Linked DNA regions of Mus musculus: region 1 is linked to region 2. Evidence: chromatin contacts called from public HiChIP or PLAC-seq data. All regions are on one chromosome and are shown on one strand. The core of a region is the stretch at or near the end of the contact, and the rest is flanking DNA. Distances in the headings are between cores, read along the strand shown. Region 1 has its middle 21 kb from the start of Nxt1. Region 2 holds the start of Foxa2 (forkhead box A2).

The links. HiChIP or PLAC-seq counts read pairs in DNA pulled down with a chosen protein or histone mark.
Region 1: an H3K4me3 HiChIP or PLAC-seq map of stem cell-derived neural progenitor cells shows a contact between it and region 2, with 3 times the contacts expected there. The contact joins the enhancer-like site here to the promoter of Foxa2 in region 2. A contact is called at or near these places in 5 of 39 promoter capture datasets (the 3T3-L1 cell line, the HPC-7 cell line, the SN4741 cell line and 2 more), 1 of 484 Hi-C or Micro-C datasets (myocytes), 3 of 115 datasets of contacts at active chromatin or transcription factors (embryonic forebrain, embryonic stem cells and stem cell-derived neural progenitor cells) and 1 of 9 other capture datasets (macrophages).

Annotation. Positions count from the first base shown.
Region 1 is chr2:148,649,723-148,653,081 of GRCm38.p6, forward strand. No RefSeq gene overlaps it. Among named protein-coding and RNA genes, the nearest start is that of Nxt1, 21 kb to the right of the region's middle. Within about 2 kb of position 1,434, at least 17 of the 459 cell types and tissues checked have an H3K27ac peak or open chromatin away from gene starts, as enhancers often do. A contact at or near this core is called in stem cell-derived neural progenitor cells, where this site is marked.
Region 2 is chr2:148,044,318-148,047,464 of GRCm38.p6, forward strand. Foxa2 (forkhead box A2) reads right to left here and starts at 1,631. Exons shown (of 2, transcript NM_001291065.1): 1 at 1,510-1,631; 2 at 1-507. The coding sequence starts at 1,596.

The DNA.
Region 1 (3,359 bases), core at 184-2,683, 610 kb after region 2:
AGAATTTTAATATGAATTCAGGTATCCCACAGATACCAAAAAAGGGTCACAGATCCTCTGGAGACACAGAGGGTCTTGTGAGCTGGTTGATATGACTGCTAGAAACCAAATAAAGGTCCTCTACAAAAGCAGTATGCACTCTTACCTGCTGAGCCACCTCTTGGGTCCCAGAAAAAAATAAAAGAATTACTTAAGGGACCATTTCCTTTTCTCTCTTTTTATTAATGCTTTTTCTTTTCTTCTTTTAAATTTTCAAACACTAGACCTATAAAGAAAGAATCATTTCTTCCATGGAATCAATAACATCTCTCTTAACCACCCATCCACACCTGTCCAGCCACATCCTTTCTTGCTTTGGACCCAACTCAATTAAGTGTGCAATTTAAAGGCATGAGAAATTATTTCTGGTGACTAGAGAGTAGGTATGTGATACAAAGGGCTCTGAACCTTATCCCTGGTGAATCAACTCTAGGGCACAAGGAAGATAGCATGCCCTGGAATCTGCTTCTGCTGAAGTTAAAAAAAAAAAAAAAAAAAAAAAAAAAAAAAGATACTCCACAGATAGGCTGTCTCAGGAACCCCACCTCCACGCCACCCCTACTCCTTACCTGCACTGACACTTGCAAGCAAGGTCCTTCTCAAATATGACCAGTGTTTGGTTATTGAAGAGAACAGCATCAATCCTATGATCATCTATACTAATCTTTGAGGACTTTTATTAAAGTTAATTACTATTTACTATGGTAAAACATCATTCCTTGAATAAATGCGGTTTATAACTCTGGGTCTTTACTTTGTATTTTTGTTATTATTATTATTATTTTTCAAAGCCTTCTACTATCAATCATAGCTATGGAGCTATAATGAATGAAAGACAACCAACAGATGAATAAAGACAAATAAATAATTCAGAACCCAGATGTCATTTGCCTTTGCCTCTCTCCTCTCTCCAGAGCCAGCTGGGTCCCGTTTCTCTCATTTTCATTCCTTTACTAAATAAGCTTTTTCAGCCTGTTCCGGAGAGGTAAATAAAAATGAATAATTCAGTCTCCCATCTCATTTGTCCTCCCCCTCAGGGAACCAGAGTCCTCTTTTGTTTTCTGTCAATCTCTGGTTAAATAACATTAGCACTAGTCCTGCATTCTTTTTCCAGTCTCTGCCTAGGAGATGGCTTGCTATGCCCACCAACCATTCCTGGGAGGGGAGTACGTGTTGGGGGGGGGGGGGGGAAGGGTGTCTCAGATGTGACCAGATTGCCTTTGCATACAAGCTTTCTTTCTTGTTTAATGAGAATTCAGGTTGATGATTGTATATTGAGATGTTTCAGGACAGGGTTCTTAATACTTACCAAGGGCTATGGAACTCCCTAGAGTGACTAAAAAGTCTCTTGCCATCCTGGAAAACTTGGGTGGCCCCACTAGGTTCTTCCTGACTGTCAGGCCTGAGTCTGACCACTTAGTTGCTATAGTGACCAGCTCAGTGTCTCATCCCTTCTCTCAAGACTGCAGGCCTCCATTCTTAGTGTGTTGGGAATCTGAACAGGAAAATATGCTAATGACTCCCTTTTCTGGATCTATGACTAAATTCTCCATCATTGATCTTTCAGAATCAGAATATCTCTGATTCCCTATGAAGATGTGTCTCCATGAGTCAACCATATGATTTTATTTCTAGGTATTTCAATCATTTAAGTGTCCCTGGTGACTGCATAAGCTGATTCATTACATCTCTGCAAGCTCCCTGCACTCAATTTAGTACTGAAAATAGCACTGCCTTTTCATGTTACGTGCTGTTTCCACTTTCCCCTCCTACTGGAAGTACAATAAATTCTAATATTCAACAGATAGATGACCCTATGGAGAAATACAGCTAACATTTTAGTAGCTATAAAACCAAGTAACCCTCAGGAAAGCATATAATATGGTATGATCGGCATGGCTACTCTTTATGATGAGATGCCTCTAGGCCAGATTGTTATGGTCTGGGTATGAAATATTCCCTGATGACCCATGCGTGAAAGGCCTAGCCACCTGTATTAGCTACTTTTCTGTTGCTGTGATAAAATACTGACCAAAAACTACTTATAAAAGAAAGAGTTGATTTTAGCTTATATATTTTAGCTTAGATTGTAGCATTGTAGACTCTATAGGGAGTCTACAATGGTAGGGGAGGCATCACAGTAGGTGGCTGGAAAGGAAGCTGAGACACATCTTCAACAGCAAAGCAGAAAGTGGTTATAGGTTAGAGGTATAAACTCTCAAAGCCCATTCCCAATGGCATACTTCCTCCAGAAAGCTGTACCTCTTAAAGGTTCTACAACCTCCCAGACAGTGCTACACACTGGGGACCAAGTATTCAAATACTTGGTTAATAACTATGGGGAACAGTTCTCATTCAAACCACATTGTCTCATTCAGACTTTCTACAATAATTCCTGCTTCTCAGTATAGTTCTGTGCATGTTTTATTCTACTTTCTGGGGAGTCTTTGAGAAAATGTCCAAGCTTTTTATCTTTATGGGACATAGCATGGCTTGGGCTCTGACTTGATTGTGTATTAATCCCTTGATGGATTCATAATATAAAAGCATCATTGGGGTATGTTGTAAGGTAAGGGATGGGGCTTAACTGGAGTAAAGGGGTCACTAGGGATGTATCTTTTCAGCCCCTTCTCTTTACTTCCTGGTCATCATGGGTAACCTAATTTGTTCCCCCACATATTCCCACAGCCTCACCTCAGGACCAAGGCAAGGGTGGCATCCAACCATGGCTATGCCCCAACATGCTGCATGACATATAAGAAGAACAAAGTGGAGTTATGTGAACAACTGCTTACAAGCTAGCTCTAGTCACTGTTGTAGGCAGAAGCCACGTTGTTAGCCTTCATACTGCAAATGCAGATGGGCCTGACTGTAATTCTTAGACTTTACTTTGATGACCTCTAACAACTTAGACCAGAATTCTGCAGACAAAATATATTTGTAATTCTTTCTCACTTAAACGCACCTGGCTTCATGGGGTTGGGGCAGAGGAGTTATCAACACCTAGCCATGTGACTCTATCCACTTGCTGGGAACTTTTCTTTTTCTTTCTTTCCTTTTTTTTTTTTTTTTGTTTGTTTGTTTTTATTTCCAAAGATTTATTCATTTTATTTCATTTTTTATTTCTTTACTGGAAACTTTTCTAAGAAGAGGCTACCTTTAATTCTATGAAGTGTTAAAGCCAGTGTTGTAGCTATAGTGTAACTATCAAGGAGCAAAGGAAGGTTCTGGAAAAAAGCTTGTTGTCCCTGGTCTTTTTTTCCCTTCTAATCCAAATCCCCCAATGCTGTAGTTTGGATAGGTAAAGCTTGTTAATCCTC
Region 2 (3,147 bases), core at 381-2,880:
GAGGTCCATGATCCACTGATAGATCTCGCTCAGCGTCAGCATCTTGTTGGGGCTCTGCTGGATGGCCATGGTGATGAGCGAGATGTACGAGTAGGGAGGTTTGGCGTGTGTGTAGCTGCGTCGGTATGTCTTGGGGTCCCGAGCGCGGCTCAGGCCGGCCTGCCCGTACATGGGGCTCATCGAGTTCATGTTGGCGTAGGGGGCAAGGCCACCCATGGCCCCGGCCGCCTGTCCCCCGAGCGGGCTCAGACTCGGACTCAGGTGAGGTCCCATGCCCGCCACGCCGGCCGCCCCGGCTGAGCCGCTCATGCCCGCCATGGCGCCGGCGCCCGGGGACATGCCAGCTAGCGACGGGCTCATTCCAGCGCCCACATAGGATGACATGTTCATGGAGCCCGCGCTCATGTTGCCGGAACCGCCGCCCATGGCAGCCGCGGACATGCTCATGTATGTGTTCATGCCATTCATCCCCAGGCCGGCGTTCATGTTGCTCACGGAAGAGTAGCCCTGCGGACAGAGCCCGGGGAGGAGACAGGTTAGCACCTAGGCTGAGCTCGCCCGATCTTCCCACCCACCCACCAGTTGGACCCAGTCCCCCGCAATTCGTGCAAGCCTCTGGAATCTCTTGCTTTCCCTGGATCCCAGTGCACCAACACCAAGTCCTCTGGGCCCCAAAGAGAGCCGGAAAAGAGATCGCCCTAGGGCCAGCGGGACCTGAGGCTCAGCCTCGCCCAGATTCTAGAACTTCAGTGACCTGGACCACCGCCAACTCAGGCGCCCCAAATGTATTTTACTCTCCCTAGGGGCTCCTCAAATCAGCTGGCCAGCACACTGAGTCAGCACCGAGGCCGGAAATCTCCGTTGCTATCCCAGGTAGTCAAAAGCCACCTTTGGAACCTCACTGGGGCAGTCTCAAGCGAAAATCATCTCAGTGTCCTCTATTCTGGGGTTTCGTACCGGGACCCCACTCCTTAGTCATAGGGGAGTGAAGCGCAGTGCCTGCACAGAGTCCGGGAGCAGCTGGAGGCATCGCGTGGAGGAATAAGGAAGGGACCGCCAACTCGGCTAGGAACTGTTAGTGTCCCGGCTTCGTAGCGACAAACTTTTTTTCTCTTTGTCCACTGGTCTTTGATTCTTTGCCTGTACCTCTGTCCCCAACTCCTACCCACCTTCTCTTCCCCAGCTCCCCACCCCCTCGCCAGCCGACCTCCCACCCCTCCCCAGCCGCGCGCTGCCAAACATAACTCTGTTAGGATAGTGCGTGGCTCGGCCACGAAGAGGATTTGGAGGCGCCGCAAGTCAATATTTGATCACAAAGTTAATATTATCTCAAGGCTAACAGTGTGTCGTATAAAAAAGAGACCCATTTGAGTAGAAGGAGGGCGGAAAAGGCGGCTGTCCAGGAAGGCTAGAGGTGGGGGGGCGGGTACCGGTGAAGGGAGCGTGCGGAGGCTGGGGACGCGGAGATAGCTGTCACCCCACTTCTCCCTGGCCAGGGCAAGAGCTTACCTCGGGCTCCGCGTAGTAGCTGCTCCAGTCGGATGGCTCGTGCCCTTCCATCTTCACGGCTCCCAGCATACTGGAAGCCGAGTGCATGGCGGTTTAAAATTTAACAGCCACAACAAACGACCAGCAATCAGCCCCCACCCCCACCCTCTTAAAAAAAAAAGTCAGCAATGGTACCGTCCCCTCCCTCCCGCCCTCTCTCGCGCTCCCCCTCTCTCCCTCTCTGGACTCCACTTCCTCTCTCTCTCCCGCGGCCTGCGGCGGGAAGTAGCTGGGAGTGGGCGGGAAGGTGGCTGGCGGAGGAGGGGGCCGAAGAACCCTGGAGGCCGGAACCCGAGACTCGCCGTCGGGCGTGCACTCTGTCGCCGCGCTCCCGGGGCTGCCGGTGCAGGCTGAGGCTGGCAGTGTCGAGCTGCCGGGAGGCGGCGGGAAGCTAGCGGCGTGGGGGCGGGCGGGGGGAGAGCGAGAGGAGGGGGAGGAGGAGGAGGAGGAGGTGTGGACCGCGCAGCGGACAAGTGCCGCAATGACGTGAGCGGCTGGTGATATAGCGCGGTGCGCTGGCGCTGGCCTCCAATCCCCAGACCCCGGGCAGCCCATTTGAATAATCAGCTCACACTTAGGTGAGAGGAAGCCAGGGCTAGCGTTCCGCACCTGCCGCTGGGCGCCCCGAGCTAGCCCATCTCCTGCTGTCCCTGGCACTCCCAAGACCCCGACCTGCAAGCAGGCGTGCTGGCGCCCTGGTGGAGTCCCTTCCTTTACGTCCACGGGGAGTCTTCCGTGGACCCAGAGACCTGGGATCAAGCCACCCTTGGAGAAACTCAGGTCTCCTGCTCCCGCCCCGCCCCTCCTCATCGCCCCAAGCACGGGGTTCGTCAATCCGAAGGCGCGTACCGCCTTGGTGGCCTGCAAAGCGAGGCAAGCCAGATTTATTTATCTCGGGTTTCCTCCCTTTTAGTGCACATTCCCTGTCAAAACAACAAGCAGGTGACAGCCAATTTGCAAAGCGCTGTCCTATTTAGAAAAACTGTGTACACACCTTTAACTCGCTGGCCGCTGCTCCGGAGGCCCCTCCCCGTTACAGTTAAGTCCCGGGGCGGCCTCAGGAGGCGCGTAGGACTCGCGTGGTCTGGCCGCCCTGGTCGTCAGTTACCTCAGTCCTCTTTCTGGCTACCCACCTCAGTCGGCCTGGAGAGACCCGTTTAGCTGCAGCCAATACCCGGGAGGCAGCGATTTGCCTCTGGCATGAGGGCCTCGGTGTTTCAAGGTTACTTTTCAGTTAAATCCAAGGTGCCCAAAGCATTTCGTAACTAAAACAAACAGGGCAGTAGGTGGGGGTAGGGCAGGAGAAAAAAAATCAATAATGGGCCTTGTGGGATGACTTCAGGAGGATCTGTGTTCTCTGCCTGCAGAGACCAGGACTGTCTTATAAAAATTGAAAATTTCAGTTTCTTTTCTCTTTAGCTTCTAGGTGTTAAAAAGTGTCATTTGAAGTGTTGTCTTCTGCCTTTGAGGCAGAGGCAGGAGGATCTCAGAGAAGTCTAGGCTGACCTAGTCTATAGAGTGAGTTTCAAGACATCCGGGCTACAGAGAGAAACCTTGTCTCCCCAAACAAAACAAACATGAAAACAACAGAGTATGTCA